Linked DNA regions of Mus musculus: regions 1 and 2 are each linked to region 3. A link is a contact called in public HiChIP or PLAC-seq and capture Hi-C data. All regions are on one chromosome and are shown on one strand. The core of a region is the stretch at or near the end of the contact, and the rest is flanking DNA. Distances in the headings are between cores, read along the strand shown. Region 1 overlaps Runx1 (runt related transcription factor 1). Region 2 has its middle 48 kb from the start of Gm30474. Region 3 has its middle 42 kb from the start of Runx1.

Region 1 (4,440 bases), core at 1,816-4,315, 150 kb after region 3:
GAAGCAGAGGCAGGTGGATTTCGGAGTTCAAGGCTAGCCTGGTCTACGAAGTGAGTTCCAGGACAGCCAGGGTTCTTGCTTATAACACAGCTTCCTCAAATACAGAGAAGCCATCTCTACCGAACTCTCTCCGCGAGCCCCAGAGACAAGCAGAGCGCAGTAGTGAGATGCCATCCTCACTCTGTGCCTGCGCTTTTTGTTTTGCCAGAAATGTTTACCAAAGAGAAAGCCCATGAGTTCCTATACGCAGGGCAGGGGTGTGATGAGGAGGCTACCACTGGCCACTTGTGGTTACCACTGTGCCCAAAACACCAATGTGGTCTCAGGAGTTCCTCAGATTGCTGACCTCCTAACCTCCAAAGCCCTGGAGGTCCCGAGGGAGACGGGACACAGGGAGAGTCCCGTGTGGGTCTGTTGTCCTACACTGAGAGTGGAGTTAGCATCGAGACAGACAGAGACTAGGTTTGGTTTTTGATTTGGTTTCCTTTAACGACTAAACACCTAGAGATAGCCATCCCTTCAGTCTGAGGTCTGCATCAGACAAGGACTCATAACGAGATGGTAGGAAAGAGTCCAGTGAACGACTTGATACCAGGCATAAGAAGGGAGATTGCTTCAGCTCTTACTTCCCTAGATAACAACTGGGAGGTTGAGGGATGTGTCCCTGGCTCAGGGAGAGATGCTAAAAGGTTCCAAGGAAGGAGGAGATTTCAGTATCTGGGGGCAGAATAAGCAACGTGGCGCGGTAAGCTGAGCAGTGGTATTTAGGCCATGCAGTGGCTGGGCTAACTTCCCACAGGGCCTGGGATTCTCTGAGCCCCGGAACACTCTGTCTGGAGGAGAGACCGGGTCCGATTTCCTTTACTCTGACTCTTTGACTGCAGGGAGGCTGGAGCAGAAGCTGTCGGGTGATCAGGCAGCCGCTCCAGAATGAGATAATGGAGACAGTAGTCCCATGGAGCTGCTGGGAAGAGCTGTACCTCCTTCCTCCCAACCAGAGCCCCCAACACTGAGCCAGTGGCAGGCCATTCCTCTCTCCACACACAGGTCCAGTCTTGCCAGGTACAGCATGGCTCCTTCTCTATGTCTCATGGATGCAGGATTCCTAGAACTGTCAGAGGTCTAGTCTACATTCTCCAGCGATAGACACTGCAGGGACTCTTGTTAATACCCCTGCTTCTTACACCGTCCAGCAACTGCATGTGGGTGTTATTGTAAACAACAACGTTAGCCACTCAGTATACACAGGCCCCGCTCCACCACGGGAGCTCATAAGCTTGGATCTAGACATAATCTACCTGATCCCTTACTGACAGTCCCTACTGTCCCCAAAGAGTTTTTATTAAAGACTTCTTGTGCCCTTGCGACAGACCTTGTACTGAAAAATCATGCTGTCTCTACTTTAAACATCAGTGTGAACCATAGCAGTCAGCCAGGGTGTAGTGTGGTGGCAAGACACCCTGGACAGGTCTGGCCAGGGATTGAGGACAGTGGCCACCCAACAGGCAGTGCCCAGACTGTACAGTGTTGCAACAGCCTCTCCCTCTTCCCCTCCCCCTCCCCCTCCCTCTTCCCCTCCCCCTCCCCCTCCTCCTCCTCCTCCCCCTCATCCTCCCTCTCCCCCTCCCCCTCCTCCTCCCTCTCCCTCTCCCTCTTCTCCTCCTCCCCCTCCACCTCTCCCCTCTCTTCTTTCTCTCTCTCTCATCCTCTGTGCATGTGTGTGTGCCTCTGTGTGTGTGTGTGTGTGTGTGTGTGTGTGTGATGAGGAGGAGGGGGAATAAGGAGAAGAGGAAAGCGGGGGGGGGGGGACATAATGGCAGAGATCATTTGATGAAAGGCCTCATCTCAGTCTCATTATCAGGCTGCCTTTTCCATAGCTGCCAATGGTGAGTAATCGTACCTCTCAGAAGGACAGCCTGCTGAGAGATTGGAGGACAAGAGATTGGAGGACAAACCCAAGGAAGAACGGGGACTCTGGGGCAGGGACTCCCTTCTGAAATTCCCTCCAGGTCTGTAACTAGAGCTTTCCCTTTCTTCTTCTTCCCTCCCCTCCCTCTCCTTCCCCCTCCCTCTCATCTCCTTCCTTCCCCTCTTTTCCCCTTCTCTCTCCTCCTTCCTCCCATACCTCTCTCTGATATTGGGAGCATCGCAGGGGCCTCTGTGCCAGCATAGGGAGGGGCCTCATCCTCTTCATCTGTCCCCACCTCCCCGCCTTTCTATATTGATTTGCAGAGTAGAATTTGATAAAAGAATGAGAGAGAGACGGAGAGACAGAAAGAAACAGAGACAAAGAGAGATGAGAGAGAGGGGGAGAAAAGTAGACAAAAAAAGAAGGAACAAGACAAAAAAAACGAAGGAACAAGATTCTAAAGGTGTCTGGAACCTTTCAAAAGCCTCGTGCTGTTTGCCTGTTAAGAAGATACAAGTAACACAAGCCAGCATGAATCCCATTCAAGGGCTGATACTTGGTTTCAGAGAGTCCTGATCTAAATGAGGTCAAAGTGGGTCTTATGCAGGGCCTGTCATTCTGTGCACACTGCGAGTCAGGCTGAGCTCAACCACCTGCTCTGGGGCCTTGAGAAAGATCCAAGGCAAGGTGTCCAGGAAAACAAAATGCATAAGATGTCTACATAGAGCAATCTACTGCCCCAGATAAGAAACATCTTCCTCTGTTTTCATGTGCCCGTGTGCATGTGCAAACACACATGCCTGTGCTCATGTGTGTACACGTACACACACAAGCACGCACAAACACAAGCCCATGCACACAAACACACACACCCAAAAGACCTGCTCTAGCAGAGAGATCCGTGGCTCGGTTCCTCTTTCTTTAGAATTCCAGATAAGCCTTTACATCTCCTCAATCATTGCTCCCATTTGATAAATTCGCCAAAGTTCAAAGGCTGAGTGTGACTGGGGGCATTTGGAGAGGAATGATAAAACTGTGTCTGATAAACACAAAAAGCTTCATCAATATAGATCTACAAATTGGGAGCGTGGGGCTCCCTCAGGCAGTGAAGCTGTTATCTCCAGGGCGAGCCCCAGAAGATAGCTGAGGGAGCGGGAGGCATTATCTGCCTTCACAAGAGGAGCAGCACCTCCCCCACTGCTGTCTGCAAAGCCCAGGAAACACCTTGCAGGGGGTTGATGCAAGACTGCCATCCCCGCCCCAGCGACAGTTGGAATAGTGTTGTAACACAACATTGAGCAACACCTCCGCTGTAGCAGCCACTCTGTCCTAAGACACTTCTCCTGAGGAAAGACAAAGATATTTCGGGTGTCGTTGTTGTTGTTGTTGTTGTTGTTGTTGTCGCCTTTGTTTCAGCTTAGGTCATTAAAGAAAAAAAATCCCCCCTTCCACCCTGCTACTTAAAAAATAAATGTCCCTGAAGTTGGACATTTTGTCCAGGAAGATGGCCTCTTTGTTCCTCAGTCCAACGTGGCCTCGTTGAGTAAGTCTTCCTTTTTTGCTTTTAACTATTAAAGTCAAGAAATAAGAAAAAAAAATCAAGAAATAAAAAAATCAAGGAAAAAAAAAAACTCAGTTAGATCCTGAGAGACTGTTAATGCCAGCCCCTTTCCATCTCACTGTACCATAGCTTGAGAATTCCAGAGAAATCTTCATTTGTGTTTTTCCAGAGATCAGGTTGTCGGTTCCTGGGACTTTTGGGAACTGGATTTAAACTTGTGGATTGCTCTCGGGAAAGGACTTTGAAAGAGAAGAGACCCACTGGAGCTTTCCAGGAGTAATTTCTAAATTTCTTCTAGAGAAAATTTCACAAGACCCTCCTGATTTTAGGGAAGTTACAAAATGGCCAATGGAAGAGGCACAGGGCTAGAGCGGAGGGTGAGACAGCCTTCTCAGAGGGAGGGTCCCAGGCCTGCGAGATGGGCAAGCTGAGAGAAGTCAGCTTGTTTCTAGGAGCCCACTTGCTCTCTGAAAAGTACACAAATTATAGTACGTGTCTGTCTGGAGGAAAATGCTTAGCAGCATCTACCACAGAAAGGTAGCCACTGGAGCAACCCTGTTCTCTCACTTACTTCAGAATTGTCCTTTTGTGAGTGACCAGCTCCAGCATCTCGGAGTGCTCCAGCATCTCAGAGTTCTCCAGCATCTCAGAGTTCTCCAGCATCTCAGAGTGCTCCTACATCTCAGAGTACTCCAGTATCTCAGGGAACTCCAGCATCTCAGAGTATTCCTGCATCTCAGAATGCTCCAGCATCTCAGAGTGCTCCAGCATCTCAGAGTGCTCCAGCATCTCAGAGTGCTCCAGCATCTCAGAGTGCTCCTGCATCTCAGAGTGCTCCTGCATCTCAGAGTGCTCCAGCATCTCAGAGTGCTCCAGCATCTCAGAGTGCTCCAGCATCTCAGAGTGCTCCTGCATCTCAGGGTACTCCTGCATCTCAGAGTATTCCTGCATCTCAGAGTGCTCCAGCATC
Region 2 (4,175 bases), core at 789-3,288, 220 kb before region 3:
GGTATGTGTATGTATATATGTGTATGTGTGTGTTGTGTGCATGAACACATGTGTGTGTATGTGTATGCATGCGTGCATGTGTATGTATGTGCCTGTGTACATGTGTGCGCGCCAGTGGGCAGTCAGAACCAGCTGCTATTTATTGTTCTAGATTTCATTATTTTTCTATCCTACCCAATATTCTCGGTTTTATTGAATAAAATTGAGAATGTTGTGTGCTTCTATATTCGGTGTATTTGGGAGTCATGAATACTGAATGAGATTTTTAATACTCCCAAGGGCAGTTATGCCTTGTATTGGTATTCTGATTTCATTTTGGCTTCTAGACAGAAGTACTCACAGGATCGTATACAAAGAAAGAATTCATACATATCTTGTTTATTTTAATCTGCCTGAAGTAAATTGCCCTTGCTGAAGTTAACAGATACTGTAAGAGGGAGCTAAAACATACATGAAGATATAGAATCTCTTTTCATGTCTGGGAGGAGGAAGTTGGCGAGTTGGGGACTATGGGTCCAGTCTCTGGAGCCAATCAATGTTAGTTCACAATGAAAAGAGGTTTTTACGGGTAGGAGTAAGTCAGTGGTTCCAACAGGGAAGGACTGTCATGAATTGTTCAGGAGACTCCCAAACCCAGTCACAAGACAGTCACTTGCAGGAGTTTCCAGACACAAACCTTAAGAATGACCAGATACACAGATGAGGCAGAGCTCAGGAGATGCAGGCATCAGCCAAGAGACAGCAGGGTTCACCAAACAAGGGCTCCTCCTGAGAGGAAGAACACTGGAGCCACACCCACAGAGCACCAAGAGCCACAGTCCATAGCTTAAGAAACTGGGAGAAGCTGTAAGATTCTCCCTTTGTCCCTGTCAAGAGACCACAACGCTGCCAACTAATGACTAATGGAGGGGGTGCAGCTGTGTCAAACAGCCATCTATCAGGTCATATTATAAACACTATACTGTATAATGTTTGCATAACTACTAAGTTAGATAGCAATTACATTCAAGAAAATTTACACATTTGTTGATTGTATTCTGTCTTTTGTTTAAGATGAACACCCTAATGGTAGACTTTCCAGATGGTAGCTGTGTAACCATTTAGAAAGCTCTTACATGAGTCCACCGTTCTAAGAATCATCTGCATTTCAGCGGCCCCGGCATCCCCTACGTGATGGGTGTTAAGCGCTCATCCCAGCCTCTGTACTCTGAGGGCTTCCTTGGGTTCTGGTGTGTGTCGTCTTCCCTGTTTGTCTGTCCATAGGGCCTGCGTGTGGCTCTAGGCATCTGAGGAGGATTGCTTTGAGAAACCCAATTGACGTCCATTACGTATGCCTTGTTAAACAGCCAGTGCTTGTTGCTTGAGTTTTAGACCTGGGATTTTGTTCCCAGAAGTTTCTGAAAGCCACTGTGCCCAATATGCTAAGCAAGCCAAGCTGTATTCCGATGTAGGTTCATTACATAAGGGACAGATGCCCTCCTGCTCAAGCCATTCCTCAATTGGACCTGAAGGCCACTCTGTGGTATTTCCCATGCCCAAAGATGCCCCTCCACAGCAGTGGGCATCTCTTTAGTAATCTGTGGGTCCCAAGACCTGTTGTGAACCAGACCAGGCCTGTGATGCAGAGCAGAGCAGTCTGTGACCATAGGACAGCGCAGGGAGGGACTGAGCACCTAGCATCTTCCTCATTCGGCCACACCTCTGCCTTCTGGCACAAGGGCCTGGCTGAACCTCCAGCATTTTTAAAAAGAGCCTGAAATTAATGTCTCAGTGTGATCAATGTAAAATCTCAATAGTCCAAAGTGTTAAAAAGCCACTTCATGAATCTTTATGTTGCCAGGGCAAAGCCAAAGCTGCCAGTCCTCTGTGCTGGCCCAGTACGCTGCAGCTTGCAAAGGCGAGGATCTGTCTCCTGCTTCCCTTCCCCACCTCCCAGCAACAGTGCTGGCTCCCCTCACAGAATCTCTTCACAGGCCCCTGGGTTCACTTTCCACAGCTCAGCACCTCTCCGAGGGACTCTGAAGGGATTTTCCCTCTCAGGCCCTTAGTTCCTCAACCAGGAACTGTCTGCCCTGGATTCCAGTTTCAAGACACCAGCATGTGTTAAAATGCAGAAATGGCTGGAACCAGAATTATGCTGACAATTGTTTTTCTTGCTCCCAAGACTCCTCTGCCAGGTTTGTTTGTTGTTTGGTTGGTTGTTTGGTTGTCTCTTTGTCTCTAGGCAGAAGGGTTTGGTTCTTTGCTTTCTTGTAGGGCCCTGGCTGACACTTATGTTTTGAACACTCGTGTGTGTGTGTGTGTGTGTGTGTGTGCGTGCGTGTGCGTGAGGCACTCCTCCCTGCTGAGCCACCTCACTGGCCCCCAATAACTAACAATTAGCCTTCTCAGCAATGATGGAGACTCATACCAAATACATTGGATTTTTGTGACTATTATACTAAGATACCACCAACCTATTGTTGTCAAACAACAGAGATTTCCCTCTCGACAATATTGAGGCTAAAATTCACAAGTTAACATGTAAACTGAGCTGGTTTCTCCCAAATAAGCCGGGACCAGTCACTCCATGCCCTTCTCCTGGCCCCTGGTTTCTGGCAGCAATCCTGGGCTTTCTTTAGCTTGAGGCTGACTTGGTTCACCCCTACTACATCTCTGTGCATCTCTCCTGGCTGAGGCTCCAAGTCTCCAGTCTCCCTCTCATACAGGAAAGATGTTTGTTACTGGACTCAGCAGCTATCCTAATCCAGAATGATTACACTGAATAGTCACACTGAAGTTACTAAATATGTAAACTACTTCCAAGTGAGGTCACATGTATCATGACTTTGGAGAAATACTATTCAAGTGTTTTGTGGGACAATGAGGTTATGTCTCCAGGTAGCCTCTCTCTCTCTCTTTCACATCAGGGGGGAGAGAGAGAGAGAGAGAGAGAGAGAGAGAGAGAGAGAGAGAGAGAGAGAGAGAAGAGAGAGAGAGAGAGAGAGAGACTACTAAGCTTCCTTCAGGGAGAAACATTTCAGAAAGGGCCAGCTCTAAGCCTCACAAACCCTGGGCTTGATGGGAAGATGGTGTTTGGAATGACCCAGGTTTTCTTTAATGGGCTAAGAGAGGTAGCAGGTCCAGTGGTTGTTTGCTGTTAGCCACAGGAAGAAACAGGGTGTGAGGATGCAGCAAAGCAACAGAGCTACAGCCAAGTGTGGTTTCTGGTTTCAGGCAAGCTTTCCACCAGTTATCATGATCAACAGCCCAGGAGATGGAAGCAGCCTCCTTCCCCTGTAGATCCCTTCAGTGTGGGTGTGAATCAGACTCCCTCCTTCTGTCTGGGCTCTCATTTTCTTCCTCCGTCATAAGAAAGGGCAGGAGTGTGTGTCTTTGGCTGCTGTTGAGTGCTCTGTGGTTGAGCTAAGAGATTAACATGTAATTTGCTATTATAAAAGCAGTAATAACACCTCAAGGTCTTCAAATGGCTTTCCTGGCTGTCGGTCAGGGGTTGGTTCAAAGGTCACAGCTCTCGGAACCCTTTCCTCCACCAGGAACACTGTCCTTAGCTTCCCACACTGTCACTCTCTTCTCCCTCTTGGCTTTTTGTCACAGCAGTCCACAGCTTTGATCTCAGAAAGAATATTGCAGTTACAGTCTGTATGGCAGGTGCCCATCCTGGCCACCAAGACTCACGGTTGCCTGAAAATCTCTGCCACTGGTTTCTCGACATTCTAGCCCAAACACTGGATCCATCTCCTGCGTTGGCTGTCCTTTCTCACACACAGCTTTTAGAACCCAAATCTATTGAAGATAATTGACCAGTCACTTGGCTGTACTTGGAAAAGATAAAAATACTTTGCTGAAATATTCATTTATTTAGCTCCTCTCTGACAGTGCCGGAGGCATCGAACCAAAGTACCCGTCCTTTCTCCTCACTGAGGACGATGAAGTATCTGCTATAACACTGCGGGGCAGGAACCCAAGTGTGGACGCGTCAATGTTCTCTCTGACTTCACTTCCCAACCTTCCATGGTAACATTAATGAGTTTCCAACCTGCCTTGTTTTGTTCGGTTTCTCTCTTTAGCATCTCTTGAGGATAGTCACATAGTTTTCTTATGAACTTTGCTTGCTATAAAAAGATCCACACATTCTTTTCTGCTCTAGTTGGTGGGGCTGATATCATACCCCA
Region 3 (4,258 bases), core at 1,322-3,821:
AACATTTCAACATATGATTTTCTGGGACACAGACATTTGGATCAAAGGGAAGAAAAGTGGTGACATCTTAGCTGTTGGTCAAAACCCTTCCAATTTCTATGCCAGGAAGATAAAAGGCACACATGCAAATGTTTGAGAGTGTTTAGGTGGGGTATAAAGTAAGGTGTGTTCCTGTGTACATGAGGGGAAGATGGAGACAGACAACCAATAAGGAAGAAAAGCCAAGAAGTTCCCCATTGGGTTCACAGGGCATTGCCCAATGTGCTCTATGTGTTCTATCTCAGTAAGCTGTGTCTGCCAACCTCAGCTCTGGAGGACAGAAGTCTAACATGAAACTCATCACACCCTCTGAAGATGGGAGGATCACAATAAACTCCTTCTATTGGAAGGGCCATTGACCAACCAGGCTATCTCTGCTTGGATGCAACTTAACATTCTTCTGCTATTATCACCAAACATTTTCTTTCTTCCAGGGGATTTTGGGTGCACGCCTTTAATCCCAGCACTCGGGAGGCAGAGGCAGGCGGATTTCTGAGTTCGAGGCCAGCCTGCTCTACAGAGTAAGTTCCAGGACAGCCAGGGCTATACAGAGAAACCCTGCCTCGAAAAACCAAAACAAACAAACAAACAAACAAACAAACAAACAAACAAAAAAAGAATGGAGCTCCTTGCCTGCCAATCAAAGCCATGAGTGGCAGAAAGCCTTGCTTCATGAAGGAATGAACTAGCTCTCTGGCAAAGGGGAAGCAGGGTGAAGGATCGTCCTGATCTTGAGGATGATAAACATAATCTGTATCTTATTTATAGTGATTTCTAAAGCTCATCTAACTTCACACTTAAAAACAGTGATGTTACAGAGCCACACGCCAGGGCAGGTCCCGTGCCCAGTAGTGGCTGGCTAACACAATATGAACTCAAGGGTATTTTTGTGGGTTTTTGGTTGTTGTTGTTGTTGTTGTTGTTGTTTTCATATTGCTTTGTTTCAGAATTTCTGTTTTTGTCATAATGGTCTTTTAACTACTTGGCTTTTTGTTGTTAATTTGTTTGATCTTCAGTTTTTGTGGTTTGAAAGGGCTGTTTCCTGCTTGATTTTGTTTCTTAGAGGTCTCCCCCCCCCCGCCCCTGCCCCCAAGGAATAGAGACAGAGAACATAAAGTTGGGTGTATTGGAAGGTGAGGATGATCCGGGAGGATTTGAAGAAGGGGAAACATAATCAAAATATAATTGTATGAAAAATAACACATTAAAAAATACAGTAAGAAGCAACAGAGTGGTGGTAGGCACAGCCACTACGAGAACATGGCAGAGAGGAAGAAAGGAAAGGGGCTGACGAGAGGAAGCCTGCTCAGAAAAAAGGAACATGATAGAGACAGGCTTCCTGGAAGCCTAGAGTGGGGAATTATAAATAGACAAGGCAAGATGATAAAAAACATGACCAGTGTGCAAGGAAGCTTGAAGTGGTCCCTTCCAGGAGGTAAATGTGAGAATGAAGACAAAGTTCTGGTAAGTCTGCAATGTGCAAGGATGAAGGTGCTCCTGTGACCACGCATGCCTGGACTGGAGGAGGCCACAGTCAAGGGCAAAGAAGGTTATCAAAGCTAGACCAACTCTCTCAGAGCAGAATACCTAGACTGGCTTCCTGGTTGCATAGCCCATAGCTGTTTCTTCATGCCCTGGTTTTAGCTGTCGACTTAACATAGACTAGAGTCACCTGAGAAGGGGGTCTTAACTGATAGATCAGCAAGATTAAATTAGCCTATCAGACAGAATTGGCCTATGGGAATATCTGGAAGGCATGTGTGGTCTTGATTGTCAGTTGACGTATGAGGGCCCAGTCCACAGCGGACAGGTGGTCTTGGGGTGTATAAGAGAGCTGTCTAAGAAGGCTAGAGAGGTGGTGATATGGCTCAGTGGTTAAGGGCACTTGCTGCTCTTGCAGAAGACCTGAGTTCAGTTCCCAGCACCAATATGGTGGTTCACAACCATCTGTAATTCTAGTTCTGGGGACTCTGATGCCCTCTTCTGGCCTCCCTGGGGTGCGAGGCAGACGAGTTATTCAGACTCAGGTCAGGCACAAACACTTACACACGTAAAATGAAAATTAGATCAGAAAGAAGAGAAAAAGAAAGCAGAGCATGAGCCATGAGTTCCTCCAGGCTTCCTGTCGTAGCCTCTGAGGCTGGGGAGAGCTCCCCAGTCAGGCTAGTTAATCCACATAGACTCAGCTGACACCCTTCAGTGACAGACAGTGCCCTGAAAGAGTAAATAAACCCTTAACTTCCTGAAGTGCCCTTAGTCAGGGGGTCTCATCAGAGCAACAGCAATCGAACTAGAACACCTCCCAATCTTGTGTTCCAGACATTGAACAGAGTTCTCTTTGTTCTCAAAGTAGGTCAGTCCTGTTCTCAACACAAATGTCTGAACCAGCTGTGGGGGTCCTACTTGTCCTCACTGATCGTCTTTGAGAGACAGGAACATAATTAGGTCTCCACACTGAGAGGAAGAGGGAAGCAGAACGGGATTCGCTTTCTAAATCAAAAGACAACAACATCTGCATCAGCTCCTTCCTTCCTGTTTGTGGTGCTGAGAGGAGAACGCCTTGTGGGGGTTACGTCAGCCATCTTGTGATCATGAGGTGATAAATATGAAGTTTTGTTTTCCTGTCCAACTGGTCAAAGACCACAGAGAGGAAGAATAGAAAAGGCTTGGGTCCCTGATGACAGAAGCCATCTGCTGCACCAGAGGTGAAACCATCCACCCCCGCTCTTGAAGGATGACAAAGAGGATGACATAGTTCCCACACTGCTTGAGCCATGATGCTTTCTGCTTGTTGGCATCGGTTCACCAATCCACGTGGCAGCACCAGTGCAAAGACCCTTAGGTCCCACAGCAGAACCTGACCATGACCTTTACAGCTGTGTCTACAGCCCTCACCCTTGAGGCTCAACAGTGAATCAGAAAGAATATAGGAGTTAGCAATGGTGAAAAGAAGGGAAACCTACTCTGGGCTCAGGGGAGAATTTTTTTCTCCCGTGTGGACTACCAAGGGCATGGCCAGTAGCAGAGGCAGGCAGGATGATCAATTATCTCTGGGATGTGGAAGAAATATGTGTGATTGTGAGTGCCAGAACATAGAGGATTTGATATCTAGGGAGGAAGGTCTGACTTGTCAAAGGATATTTCAAATTTGTAGAGAATACACCTGAAGTATTTTAAAATTCAACACAGATCATCCCAACTCCCTCATCTTGGGAGGAGCACAGGTGGTTTGCAGGTACATCATCCTTGTAGGATCTGAACAGGGGGCTCGGAGAGAAGCTGAGATCTGTACATCCATTGTGACCACTGACAATTGGCCTCAGAGAACGCCAAGGGGATGGAGTCTCTGGTCTCTCTTGGTGCCACTGAGTTTGGATAATGAGCTGGTCTCTTCCTCCTCCTCTTCCTTCTCCCCCATCTTCCTCCACTTCCCATGTTCTTCCTCCTCCTCCATCTCTTCTTCTTATCTTTCCCATGCTCCCCATGCTCTCCCTCCTCCTCCTCATGCTCCTCCATTTCCCATACTCTCTCTCCTCCTCCTCCTCTTCCTCCTCCTCCCCATGCTCCTCCATTTCCCATACTCTCACCCCTCCTCCTCTTTCTCCTCCTCCCCATGCTCCTCCATTTCCCATACTCTCACCCCTCCTCCTCTTTCTCCTCCTCCCCATGCTCCCCCACTTCCCATACTCTCTTTCTCCCTCCTCCTCCCCATGCTCCTCCATTTCCTATGCTCTCCCTCCTCCTCCTCTCCCTCCTCCCCCTATGCTCCTCCACTTCACATGCTCCTCCACTTCCCATGCTGTCTTTCTTCCTCCTCCTCCCCATGCTCCTCCACTTCCCCATGCTCCTCCAGTTCCCATACTCTCTCTCCTCCTCCTCCTCTTCCTCCTCCTCCCCATGCTCCTCCATTTCCCATACTCTCTCTCCTCCTCCTCCTCTTCCTCCTCCTCCCCATGCTCCTCCATTTCCCATACTCTCGCCCCTCCTCCTCTTTCTCCTCCTCCCCATGCTCCTCCACTTCCCGTGCTCTCTTTCTCCCTCCTCCCCCTATGCTCCTCCACTTCACATGCTCCTCCACTTCCTATGCTCTCCATCCTCCTCCTCTTTCTCCTCCTCCCCATGCTCCTCCACTTCCCCATGCTCCTCCACTTCCCATGCTCTCTTTCTCCCTCCTCCCCCTATGCTCCTCCACTTCACATGCTCCTCCACTTCCCATGCT

Evidence for each region. HiChIP or PLAC-seq counts read pairs in DNA pulled down with a chosen protein or histone mark. Capture Hi-C pulls out chosen DNA fragments and counts their contacts.
Region 1: a contact with region 3 is called in an H3K27ac HiChIP or PLAC-seq map of microglia, with 6 times the contacts expected there. The contact joins two enhancer-like sites. A contact is called at or near these places in 1 of 39 promoter capture datasets (the 3T3-L1 cell line), 16 of 484 Hi-C or Micro-C datasets (B cells, the BV-2 cell line, the G1E-ER4 cell line and 10 more) and 7 of 115 datasets of contacts at active chromatin or transcription factors (CD8 T cells, the HPC-7 cell line, bone marrow-derived dendritic cells and 4 more).
Region 2: a contact with region 3 is called in a capture Hi-C map of bone marrow-derived macrophages, with 3 times the contacts expected there. The contact joins two enhancer-like sites. A contact is called at or near these places in 1 of 484 Hi-C or Micro-C datasets (cortical neurons) and 1 of 9 other capture datasets (bone marrow-derived macrophages).

The regions. Positions count from the first base shown.
Region 1 is chr16:92,714,381-92,718,820 of GRCm38.p6, reverse strand. All of the region lies in intron 2 of Runx1 (runt related transcription factor 1), which reads left to right. Among named protein-coding and RNA genes, the nearest start is that of Gm30281, 46 kb to the left of the region's middle. Within about 2 kb of position 3,065, at least 92 of the 459 cell types and tissues checked have an H3K27ac peak or open chromatin away from gene starts, as enhancers often do. A contact at or near this core is called in the BV-2 cell line, the G1E-ER4 cell line, the HPC-7 cell line and 3 more, where this site is marked.
Region 2 is chr16:93,082,389-93,086,563 of GRCm38.p6, reverse strand. No RefSeq gene overlaps it. Among named protein-coding and RNA genes, the nearest start is that of Gm30474, 48 kb to the left of the region's middle. Within about 2 kb of position 2,038, at least 22 of the 459 cell types and tissues checked have an H3K27ac peak or open chromatin away from gene starts, as enhancers often do. A contact at or near this core is called in bone marrow-derived macrophages, where this site is marked.
Region 3 is chr16:92,865,859-92,870,116 of GRCm38.p6, reverse strand. No RefSeq gene overlaps it. Among named protein-coding and RNA genes, the nearest start is that of Runx1, 42 kb to the right of the region's middle. Within about 2 kb of position 2,571, at least 86 of the 459 cell types and tissues checked have an H3K27ac peak or open chromatin away from gene starts, as enhancers often do. A contact at or near this core is called in the BV-2 cell line, the G1E-ER4 cell line, the HPC-7 cell line and 3 more, where this site is marked.